Linked DNA regions of Xenopus laevis: region 1 is linked to region 2. Evidence: chromatin contacts called from public Hi-C data. All regions are on one chromosome and are shown on one strand. Each heading gives the region's core, a stretch centred on a gene start, on an enhancer-like site or on the middle of the called end of the contact. The rest is flanking DNA. Distances are from core to core; before and after follow the strand shown. Region 1 has its middle 12 kb from the start of trim16.L. Region 2 holds the start of metrnl.L (meteorin, glial cell differentiation regulator-like L homeolog).

Evidence for each region. A called contact is a pair of places that touch in the nucleus more often than the background predicts.
Region 1: a Hi-C map of the XL177 cell line shows a contact between it and region 2, with 6 times the contacts expected there. The contact joins the enhancer-like site here to the promoter of metrnl.L in region 2. A contact is called at or near these places in 2 of 4 Hi-C or Micro-C datasets (the XL177 cell line and the XTC cell line).

The regions. Positions count from the first base shown.
Region 1 is chr9_10L:51,362,466-51,368,036 of Xenopus_laevis_v10.1, reverse strand. No RefSeq gene overlaps it. Among protein-coding and RNA genes, the nearest start is that of trim16.L, 12 kb to the left of the region's middle. Within about 2 kb of position 2,131, at least 1 of the 7 cell types and tissues checked has an H3K27ac peak or open chromatin away from gene starts, as enhancers often do.
Region 2 is chr9_10L:51,289,462-51,294,788 of Xenopus_laevis_v10.1, reverse strand. It overlaps metrnl.L (meteorin, glial cell differentiation regulator-like L homeolog), which reads right to left and starts at 1,597. Exons shown (of 4, transcript NM_001097653.1): 1 at 1,286-1,597. The coding sequence starts at 1,383.

The DNA of each region.
Region 1 (5,571 bases), core at 882-3,381, 73 kb before region 2:
GCCCATGGAGATGGGTCATTGGTTGCCTTTGGCCATGTCAGCAGAAGATGTGACAGTGCCACTGATGAGTTTCTGGGCTCCTCTAGTACAAACCCAAGCTGACAGCACAAGTATTTCCAGGCAGCAGCTTTAAAAAGCTCCTTCACATGAGGTCCCTGTCAGCTCGCACTAAAACCTTTCATACATAAATTGCTCAGGTCACACTTACATACGTGGGGAGGAAGGGTTTGTATCCAAAGACTTCAAAGGACAGAGATAAGAAGAGATTTTGGGGGCAATAAGAAGAACCTTTGTTTCTCTTACCTAAAATCCCTCTTTTCTTGGTACTTTTGTGTTATTGATTTAGGGAATTGCAACATCCGTGATTATAATTACTTCTGAGTGCCATGGGCCCCATACTGCTCATATATTGTTATTGAAAGTGATCAGTGTGTACTACCCAAGGGGCATTGTTGCATTCGGATAGCTTGTTGTGCCCTTGCTTTTAAAATATGCCAATAGATAGCTAATACCCAAGTGCTTATTTACTAACATAGGTGTTCATTTGCACCAGGGCAGTTATACATAGCAGTGTGACAAAACAACCCCTGTTAAATCAACTGCACCCGCAATCATTAAATTCTTGGGTGCCGCTGTGTTGCAAATGTGTTGAAATGCACTGGGGGCAGACAGTGCCAATGGGCCAAAGGAGAGAGGGCAACAAGCAGGTTTAGAGCTGAAGAGCAGGAAGGGTAGGTATAATTTTCCAGTACAAGAGCCCCCATGGCCTGCCACTGCCAGCTAGCAACACACATTATAGGGCACCCCACGTCCCCACCAAAATGGTCTAAACCAGGCCCTGCTCTAAAATAGAGTGCAGAAACCTGCAACCATTCATTTAGGCTGTTTAGTTTTTTTTACTTTGCACGTTGCTTCAACTTCATTAATGAGCCCTTATATCTAGCACATCTAGCAGGCCTACACAAGTTCAGGGCAATTATATATGGCATCAATTCTAAGGGCAGAGACTTGGGGAGATTAGTTGCCCTGCGACAAAATGCCTCTTCTTTGGGTGACTTTTCTCCCCAAACTGCCTTCCCGTCCGCTAGAATTTAAATCACCAGCGGGATGGCACTCGGAGCGCTTAGTTCTCCGAAGTTGCCTGAAGTTTCCTCTTGAGGCAACTTTGGGTGACTTCGGAAAACGAAGTGCTCCAAGTACCATCCCGCCGGTGATTTAGATTCTAGCAGGTGGGAAGGCAGTTCAGGGAGATAAGTCGCCCGAAGTAGAGCCGATTAGTAGCCCGAAGAAGAGGCAATTTGTCGCCGGGTGAATAAATCTCCCCGGAATCTGCAAGTGTGTCTCTGTCCTAAAGGCATAGTATTTTGTTAATGTATATTGGAAATTCTATTTCCTATCATTGAGCAAAAAACAGTTCCAGGCGGAGTTTTCCTATAAACTATAACAATTATGGTATCAGACTAAAACACTGTGATTATTATGATTACATTGCCATGACATTTGTATGTGATAAGAACTGGCACGCTCATTGTTGTTGCTTGGAAAGCTAAGCCTCCAAGAGTATGACCTCACTGCATCTGGATCACCTCCAAGGTAGATAAAAGGTCTGTCAGTGAGGATCTCTGCCCCCGTAGAACGAGACTTACCTGTTTGCGATTCACTGCAAGGGTTGCATAACACTTTACTAGGATCGACGAAACTCTTGTAAATCAGAAATCTGTGGTGCTGGCTCAGCCTGGATTTACCGCACACAATTAAAGGACAAGTTAAGCACAAGCAGATTTTTGCCTCTGGGTTCCTCTTGTTGCAGAGGGCTGCTGTAAATGTTTTTTCTTAGATGGATCATGAAACACCTCATTGCTAAAATGTACAAATTTAGGAAGTATCACTCCATTTGCTTCCCTTTTGGTGGGAATAGAAGATCCAGGCTTGGGCAGCAGAAGACAAAAGGGTGTCTAGCTGTCAGTGGGATGGTATGGGACAAGGCTTGAGTTGAACCCTTTCATATTTACCTTACAGATTATTAACCAAACCAGCCACACGGCCCTGTAACCCTCACCAGGCCTGGAATGTGGTGGGTGATGGCTGTGATTGGGGGGCTTGACAAGGACATGCTAGATTTGGGCTGTTGCTAGCACTAATTGCCGCCTTCCTCTCTGTTCCTGCGCTCCTTTATCAAGTTCTCAGATAAAACACATAAGCTGATTTATTGACTACGGTTCAGTGCTGACAGTTACACCATGGAGGTTTGATGGGGGGGTAACCTCTGCACAGCTTCAAAGGGAGACATTAGGGATCATTCTCTACATGCAGGATGCAAGGTGCAAAAACTGGAGCAACCCAGAAAGATTTTGCACTTTGCTATAGGTCACTGTACTCCAAGACGAACCTGCATGTGGGGTGGGCAGGTAAGCAGGCATCTCGTCAAAGGAGAAAAGGCTCAGGTTACACAGCAGATAAGCTCTGTAGAGCATAATGGTGTTATTTGTTATCCACTATTTAACCTGTGCCATATAGTCTTTTTTTCAATTTCAGCCATTGCTACACAGCAGCTTGTTTATATGAATTATAGTAGTGTTTCTGAAGCAAACACATCAGTTTTACCAGTGCAGGGCAACAGTACATGATATTTTCATTACTTTAAAACACTTTAATTTTTTGGTGTTACTGTTCCTTTAAATGACCCCTAAAGTCTGTATGACCAGTCCCTAGGGCATTACTTCACATTGGGTCCCCAGATGTTGATGGACAGCATCCTACAACATAGAATCAGAGGTCAAGGCATTCTGAAATTTATATTTCTGCAACATCTGGTGACCAATGATTATGAAAGAGGGCCCTAGATGTATAAATAAATAGCCTCGTCCTGGTGTCAGAACTCCACCAACATCATTGTGCCCACCTCTGATGTCATCATGTCTGTTCCTATATCACTGCCCCACCCCCAATGCTATCTGCTTCCGCTCCCAGTGTTCGGGTTTAGCCATCAGCAAAGGTGGCAACCCTACGCGGCCAAGGGGTGCCCGCCTCTGAAATCCAGCCCTGTGTGTACTTGAATATCTGAAACTATTTTCCAGATTTCCACACATAGCAAAGTAGGGGAAATTAGATATAATAGTAGATGTATGTATAATAGTAGATACTGTAATAGTAGATAGTTATAGGGTGCCTGGAGGGCAATATGAGAACACTAAGGTTAATGCCACACAAACAGGGATGAAAATGGGCCTGTTGAAATACACAGGGTAAGAATCAGCCCCTAAACTGACATTAGCCTACTGTCCTGTCTGCACCCGAACAATTGTATCTGCCCAAGCACAGGCACATGCAGTGGAGTAAGTAAATAGGGCATGATGGGAACTGGGGGACTGTCCTTGCTTCTACACCGGGATATATTAAACATGATTACAGTTGTAGATAAGGGACAGGCACTCACTTTCTTTCCTCCCTTGCTTCTTAATACTTTATACAGAACAGATACCCTGAAGGTCTGTGAACTCTATACAGTCAGATCCCCCCCAGCCCCTCGCCATCAACAGCAAATTGCTCTTTAACTGTGTCTCCAAAGGAAGATGAATAGGTTGACCTGGGCCCCAGATTAGAGGTAAGTGTATAGAAACCCTCTCTGATTTATCACTTGCCAAACACAGGATTCTTGCCCTTTCTATGACCAGGGAAAGGGGGGGGGGGGTGTTTGATGAAATGGGTTATAAATAACCAAAAATAAACCTAAGGAAAACAAGTCACAGTATGTGAGCCTGCAGCCCAGGGCATATTAACAGTAGGAGATGCTTATCTGCAGCACAATGAGGCAGAACTTGGGCCTGGACTAATAAGAAAGCCTGTTATTTGATAAGTAGAAAAGGCCGTGTGCTCTGCTGTACTGAGTCGCATTCTCTTGTGACCTAAGGGCTAGTCCACACGGGGAGATAGCCACGCGTTTGCGGTCGCGGCGACAAAGCGCCGCGCCAGTCGCCGCGACCGGCGCAGGCGACAGTTTTGTATGGGCGCCTATGTAAAAACGCCTGTGCTAACCACACGAGGCGATGCGCTTTTCAAAAGTCGCCTGAAAAAGCCTGGCGAGGCATTTTCAGGCGACTGTTGAAAAGCGCATCGCCTCGTGTGGTTAGCACAGGCGTTTTTATATAGGCGCCCATACAAAACTGTCGCCTGCGCCGGTCGCGGCGACTGGCGCGGCGCTTTGTCGCCGCGACCGCAAACGCGTGGCTATCTCCCCGTGTGGAATAGCCCTAACACTGCTTTGTGCCATGTAAATCTGCCTCCTGCCCCCCTGCTCAGGAATTAAACTACAAGAGGCTGGTTCCCAGAGGGGTTTTTTGTATTATGCTAAGCTTACCCACTCTCAATTTTTTTTCTGATTTTGGTTTGTTCTTAGGTTAGCGTTACAGAATTGGTCCCTGAAAATGGTGCCCCCCCATTTCTAGTGGTTCTTTAATATCTTTTCATTTCCTTTGCACTTTATATGGCCTCCACAGATATTTAGGTCCCTAACCTTTTTGCCCTAATCATAAACCTACTTTGTTCTTGATTATGCGGGTGACATGATCGATATTATGGGCAGCCCCACATTTTCTAGAATCCCATTCCATGAATTTAATACCCTTGCTTTTTCTAATATTGCCCCTTGATTTGTTTCCATTTCAAATGGATTGACACTAACACTCTTCATTAGCAAATATCAGCTTTGGTCAGAAAGAAATCAATATATACAAGGTGTATCAGAAAGTGCTGTCCTCCTGAGATCATTGCCTGGGATCTTCAGTAAACCCATATAATAAAGATATGTTCTTTATGGAACAGAGTGTTTAAATCATTATAAATATTAGTAAAAAGGTCCTAGTTTGGCCCCGCAAAGTCTAGTGAATCTGATAGGAGTTACTCATTTCCTGTACTGTGTAATATGAGCACCATGTAGGAAGTGCCAAATAAATCCACTTCTCCTAATATATTGTGCCTATTAATAGATTACACCAGACCTCTGTGGTTAAAACTCCTTATTTTGGATCAACATTGGATAAGCAACTCCATTCCCTTCTCCTTAGCTCATAACAAGGTTACAGATATATAGAAAGATTGGGGTAACAGTCACCCTGCTATAGTTCCAGGGGTACCCAGGGCACAAATAAGCACTCACCCCAAATCCCACCCTAACTGACCTTCATGCTGGAACCCCGTAGCTCATAACAAGGTACAAGGTAACAGATATATAGAGACATTGTAGTAACAGTCAGTCAGCAGGAAGGTATAATCAGTGGGACATTGTCCTGTGCACACTAACAGGGGTTTGTTGGCTGCTGCCAGACTGCTTTGAATGTTTTTACTGGACAGGATCCTATCTGAAATCGAGTTCAGTGAATTGACTGGACTGATAGATTTGTTATTTTTATGTTTGCACGCAGAGTTGTAAGTACAGGGGTAGTAGACACTGTGGCTGCATGGAGTTGAAGGGGAGAGGTGGCCTAATAAGGTAGTGGAATCCCCTTGCTTACCCCTGGCTGACTGCACCCTTGGGCCCATCATCTGCCCTGTAGTTGTAGTGGGAATGGGCCA
Region 2 (5,327 bases), core at 348-2,847:
TTACTATGTACCACTCTATACCAACTGAAGTGCCTTGGGCTGATTTCAGTTTCTTTTTACTCTAAACACACAAACTAATAAATTAAAGCCACTGACCCGGGGAAAGACAAGAAAATTACTGAATGCTTCAGTGCCCCCAGCACCTCCCTGTGCATTGTGCCTGTAGGACTTTTAACCCTTTCTTTAACTAAATATATATTTTATAAATGACCAAAGCACTGTACTGATACAAGACCAAGCACCAGATCAATGACAATATAAAAAAGTTGGTCTCCTGAGTTCTGTAGTGTTAAATGCATGGTTGCCCAAAGGAAATGCCAGCACTTCTATACAATATTATTCGCCCATAGCACCCATGAAACTGAACTCTAATATTGCTTTTGGTTGCCCTGCTGTACCTGGCCAGCTCCATTTCTAGTGGTGCAGCTCATTGCTCAGGAACGCAGCCCTGCCCGCTGGATAGGGGAGCGATGAGTTCTACAAGACGTCCCATTGTGCACAAACATCTGATGATCAGCTGGCTTTTACAACCGGCTCTAAAGGCTGACTAAACACTGGGCTCAGAATAACCTTTGCCTTTCATCTGCTGCAGGTTATAAACACAGCAAACATACAAACAGCCAGTATAACGCCTGGGTGGCCAATTTGTCACTGGGCATCTCGAGTGGCACCTTAAATTGTACAACACACATCTGGTCTCCTGCAGTCCCATAATAACTAAATCTCAGAACCCTCCCTGGTACTACTATACTATGGACTGAATTTGGCTCCCCTTTCTTGTAGTTCCTGATCCCATTTCATACCCCACGGCACAGTATGAAATCAGACTGTCAGAATAAATTATATACCCATAAACTGGCAATTTCTGCTTCCTGGCTGGCACTGGGGCATAACATACATCTCATAACCCTGTGGCTACATATGGCAGATAGGAAAATCTCTGGTACACACTCCACGTAAACCACATTCCGTAGGGACGGAGCACAGTCTCTAGTCACAGTGTAAAGGAATTTAGCGTTACACATACAAGTTTGTTTGTGCCTCAAATGAGAGTCAAACTGTTAACACCTGTCCTGTTACTGATACATTTTAACACCCAGAGTGCCAGGTGCTCAGATTGGGGGGGAATAAATTAAGCACCCCACCCCCCAGCATCAATGTCTTGAAAGCTCCCCATGTCGAGTATGAGAGATTGGCACAGGCTATGCCTAATGTGCCACAGGACCTTAAATAGGTTTGTAGGGAGGCACTGGCAGCCAGAGTATAAGGAACCCAAGGGTCTTACCTTCCTTTCCAATTGCACATGTCGCTGGAGTACAGCTGTGAGGTCCCTCTGTCTATAAGAATCACCATAAAGAAGCTCAGCAGAACCCTCCTTAACATGTTGGCAAGGTACGTTGGCTAATCTCAGGGGTAAATGTGCAAATAGAATTGAAATCTCAGCAGCAGGCAGTAATCCAGGTGGGCTGGTGCAGGGCAATGCAAGGGCAGAAGGGCACCTCCCAGCCAGGGTTGATAAGCAGTAATCCAGGGAACCCCAGCCTAGATCTCCCCATCACTTGGGCAGCAATGAGCTCTTCCTCTGCCCCATACAGATGCTTCCTCTGTCCCTGCTCACAGTGCAGACTGAAAGTGCCTGCCTAACCTCCAAGTACAGAGAGCACAGGTCACACCCACATGGGCGGGGTAAGGAAATGGGCGGATCCAGAGAGTAGCCTGCAAAAAGTCCTTCCTCTCTCATTCCTCACTGCACCCTGTGCTTGTTTTGGAAGGACTCTCAAAACAGCACCCAAAAAGTTGGGCCAAGAAAGTGAGTGTTTACAAACTCTTCTTAAAGAGAAACCAGCCCAAGAAAGCTACTTATTCATTCTTAAAAAATAAAATTATTTTTCCCTATAAATTCCAAAGTGCTCTGTGCTGAGAAAAACCAAGAGACAGAGACCTGCACTGATCAAATGGCTGAGGTATAAAATTGCAGCCTTGCAAGTTGAACAATGGGGCCACAGGTTGGTCCTCAGTATAGGAAAGGCTGCGAGACAATAAAAACCTGTGACTCAGATAATAAGCGCAACATTAATCAAGTCTGAAGGGTGATTTTATTTTTAGGATAATGTCAGCAGGCAGACTGGATAAGCCGGTTAGTTGTTATCTATAACACAGGCATGCTGTGACTAAAACAATGTGATTGAATTAAACAGGGTAAAGCAAGTGAGGGGGAAACAATTCTGAATTGCGTTATCCAGGAAAGCAATATGGCAACTCTGAGACGTATGAATACATTCAAATAAACAGAGAACAAATTTTGTGTTTACATTTAACTGTAACTAACTGGCCCTCAGACAGGGCCCCTTAGCTCATAACAAGGTTACAGAGAGATATATAGAAATATTAGTGTAACAGTCACTCTGCTATAGTTCCAGGGGTGCCCAGGGCACAAATAAGCACTCACCCTAACTGGCCTTCAGGCTGGGCCCCCTTAGCACATTACAATTTTACAGACATATAGAAACATTGGGGTAACAGTCACCCTGCTATAGTTCCAGGGGTACCCAGGGCACAAATAAACACTCACTACAAATCTCATCCTAACTGGCCTTCAGGCTGGGGCCCCTTAGCTCATAACAAGGTTACAGATATATAAAAACATTGGGGTAACAGTCACTCTGCTATAGTTCCAGGGGTACCCAGGGCACAAATAAACAATCACTCCATATCTCACCATAACTGCCCTTGAGGTTGGGCCCCCTTAGCTCATAACATTTTTACAGATATATAGAAACATTGGGGTAACAGTCACCCTGCTATAGTTCCAGGGGTACCCAGGGCACAAATAAACACTCCCCCCAAATCTCACCCTAACTGGCCTTCAGGCTGGGCCCCCTTAGCTCATAACAATGTTACAGATATATAGAAACATTGGGGTAACAATCACTCTGCTATAGTTCCAGGGGTACCCAGGGCACAAATAAACACTCACCCCAAATCTCACCCTAACTGGCCTTTGCAATGAGTCCCCTTATCTCATAACAAGGTCAGGGCTGTATTTAGGTCAGATGCCGCCCTAGGCAACGGACCTAAACACGCCTCTATGTCTTGCGCTCTGACGTCATGCACCTGAACGTTCAGTGGAAGTGTCTTCATTGCACCGTGCGTGTGACATCACTTGCGCAGTCTTTCTCGGACGCCCTACCCCTCACCCCTTCAGCTCCTTCGCCGGGTTTCCTTTGGAAACGGCCCTGAACAAGGTTACAGAAATATAAAGCCCCTGATACCATCTTGGATTTCCATTCACTTTGGTGATAGTGGCGATACAATTGCTAGATACTTTCATTATATATGTAAGTAATATCCAGTTTTCTGCTATCCAACTATTATTATCCCACAGCTCCCAGCATCTCCTCTGCATGAGACGTTGACAAGGCAACTGTATCAACGTCGGGGGAAGGGTGGCTCTCCCGCACTGAAATACATTGTAACCACAGAAAGTTGGAAATTTGCTTAAAATAATGAACAGTGATTCTCCGTCTCGCCATAAGAAACGTTTCAGTCCCGTATAATCACCCCATTGTACTGGCAGGAACCTGCCTCTGTGTTGCTGCCTGGGATTATTTACAAAAAGACAGAACACAATACAGTGCTAAGCATTAAAGGGACATCATCGCTAAATTCAGTTTTGGTATCGAAGCAATTCTGAGGTTGGTCTCCAGCTTTAGTTTATTATTTTTATGAATTATATTAGCCTTGTTATTTTAGATTGCTAGGTTCACTGGCCTTAGCAACCATCCATTGCTTGAGTCTCAAAAGAAAGGATGAATAGGACAGGGCCAGTGCCCCGTGTTATTCATCCTTTTATTTTAGACTCAAACAATGGATGGTTGCTAAGGCCAGTGAACCTAGCAACAAGAGCCATGCACTCTGTAACATGTCACTTACCTGCCACATATCTCCCTTTTTCCATTGAGCGGGAAAAGTTTCTAAGCTCAGAAAACATTAGCATACCCTTCCTTCATGCCCCTGAGCTACAGAGGTCACCCCAGTTCTCCAGCCCCCTCCTCCCTGCTGCCCCTCAGCCAAGAAACTAATAAAAATCTAAAGCCATTTTCTGGAATGGAGAGATTTTCTGTTATTTGATGCTCAGTTTGAAACAGGGGTCTGTGCCTGACAGAGGGGGGGGATTAATTTCCGGCTTTGTGCAATGCCCAGTAACGCCAGTGATGGAACAGATAGATCCTTTTTATCTTTATGAATAGTCACTTGTCATGCTTGTTATTATTATTTTTTGGCTTCTCTTTCGTACTGCTTGGCCCCATCAGGGAGCCCTGGTATCATTTTACAGCCCATGGAGACATGCACTGAATCAGCATATCTGCCTCTCTGGATATTAATTTGATTTCCCCTTAGTCCATGCCAGATAATACAGAGGCCCCTGAATATGTCATGCACAGATAAACCCTCTTATATACACTTTGTACATAGGAGGGACTGACTCATAAACATGTCACTGACATTAGTACACTTTGGGCCTAGGAAGGACTGACCCATAAACATGTCACTGACATTAGTACACTTTGGGTCTAGGAAGGACTGACCCATAAACATGTCACTGACATTAGTACACTTTAGGCCTAGGAAGGACTGACCCATAAACATGTCACTGACATTAGTACACTTTGGGTCTAGGAAGGACTGACCCATAAACATGTCACTGACATTAGTACACTTTGGGTCTAGGAAGGACTGACCCATAAACATGTCACTGACATTAGTACACTTTGGGCCTAGGAAGGACTGACCCATAAACATGTCACTGACATTAGTACACTTTGGGTCTAGGAAGGACTGACCCATAAACATGTTACTGACATTAGTACACTTTGGGCCTAGGAGGGACTGACCCATAAACATGTCACTGACATTAGTACACTTTGGGCCTAGGAAGGACTGACCCATAAACATGTCACTGACATTAGTACACTTTGGGCCTAGGAAGGACTGACCCATAAACATGTCACTGACATTAGTACACTTTGGGCCTAGGAAGGACTGACCCATAAACATGTCACATAAGGGGAGAGGAAGGAAAATCCCAGAGGAAGGAGAATCCTGTAGTGTGAATAGGAGGGGGATACCCAGGAAGAGGTGACACTGACATGGCAATGATAGGGACAGGATTGGGGTGGAACACAATGACACACAATAGCTAAAGCATCACAGCAGGTGAGTTGGGAACCAGTTTCATGTCACACTCTGGGGTGGGTTCTATTGTATGGAAAGTGGCAGATGAGAGAACCCCCTGTTGATATCAGTAATATAAATCTGCCGTGGGA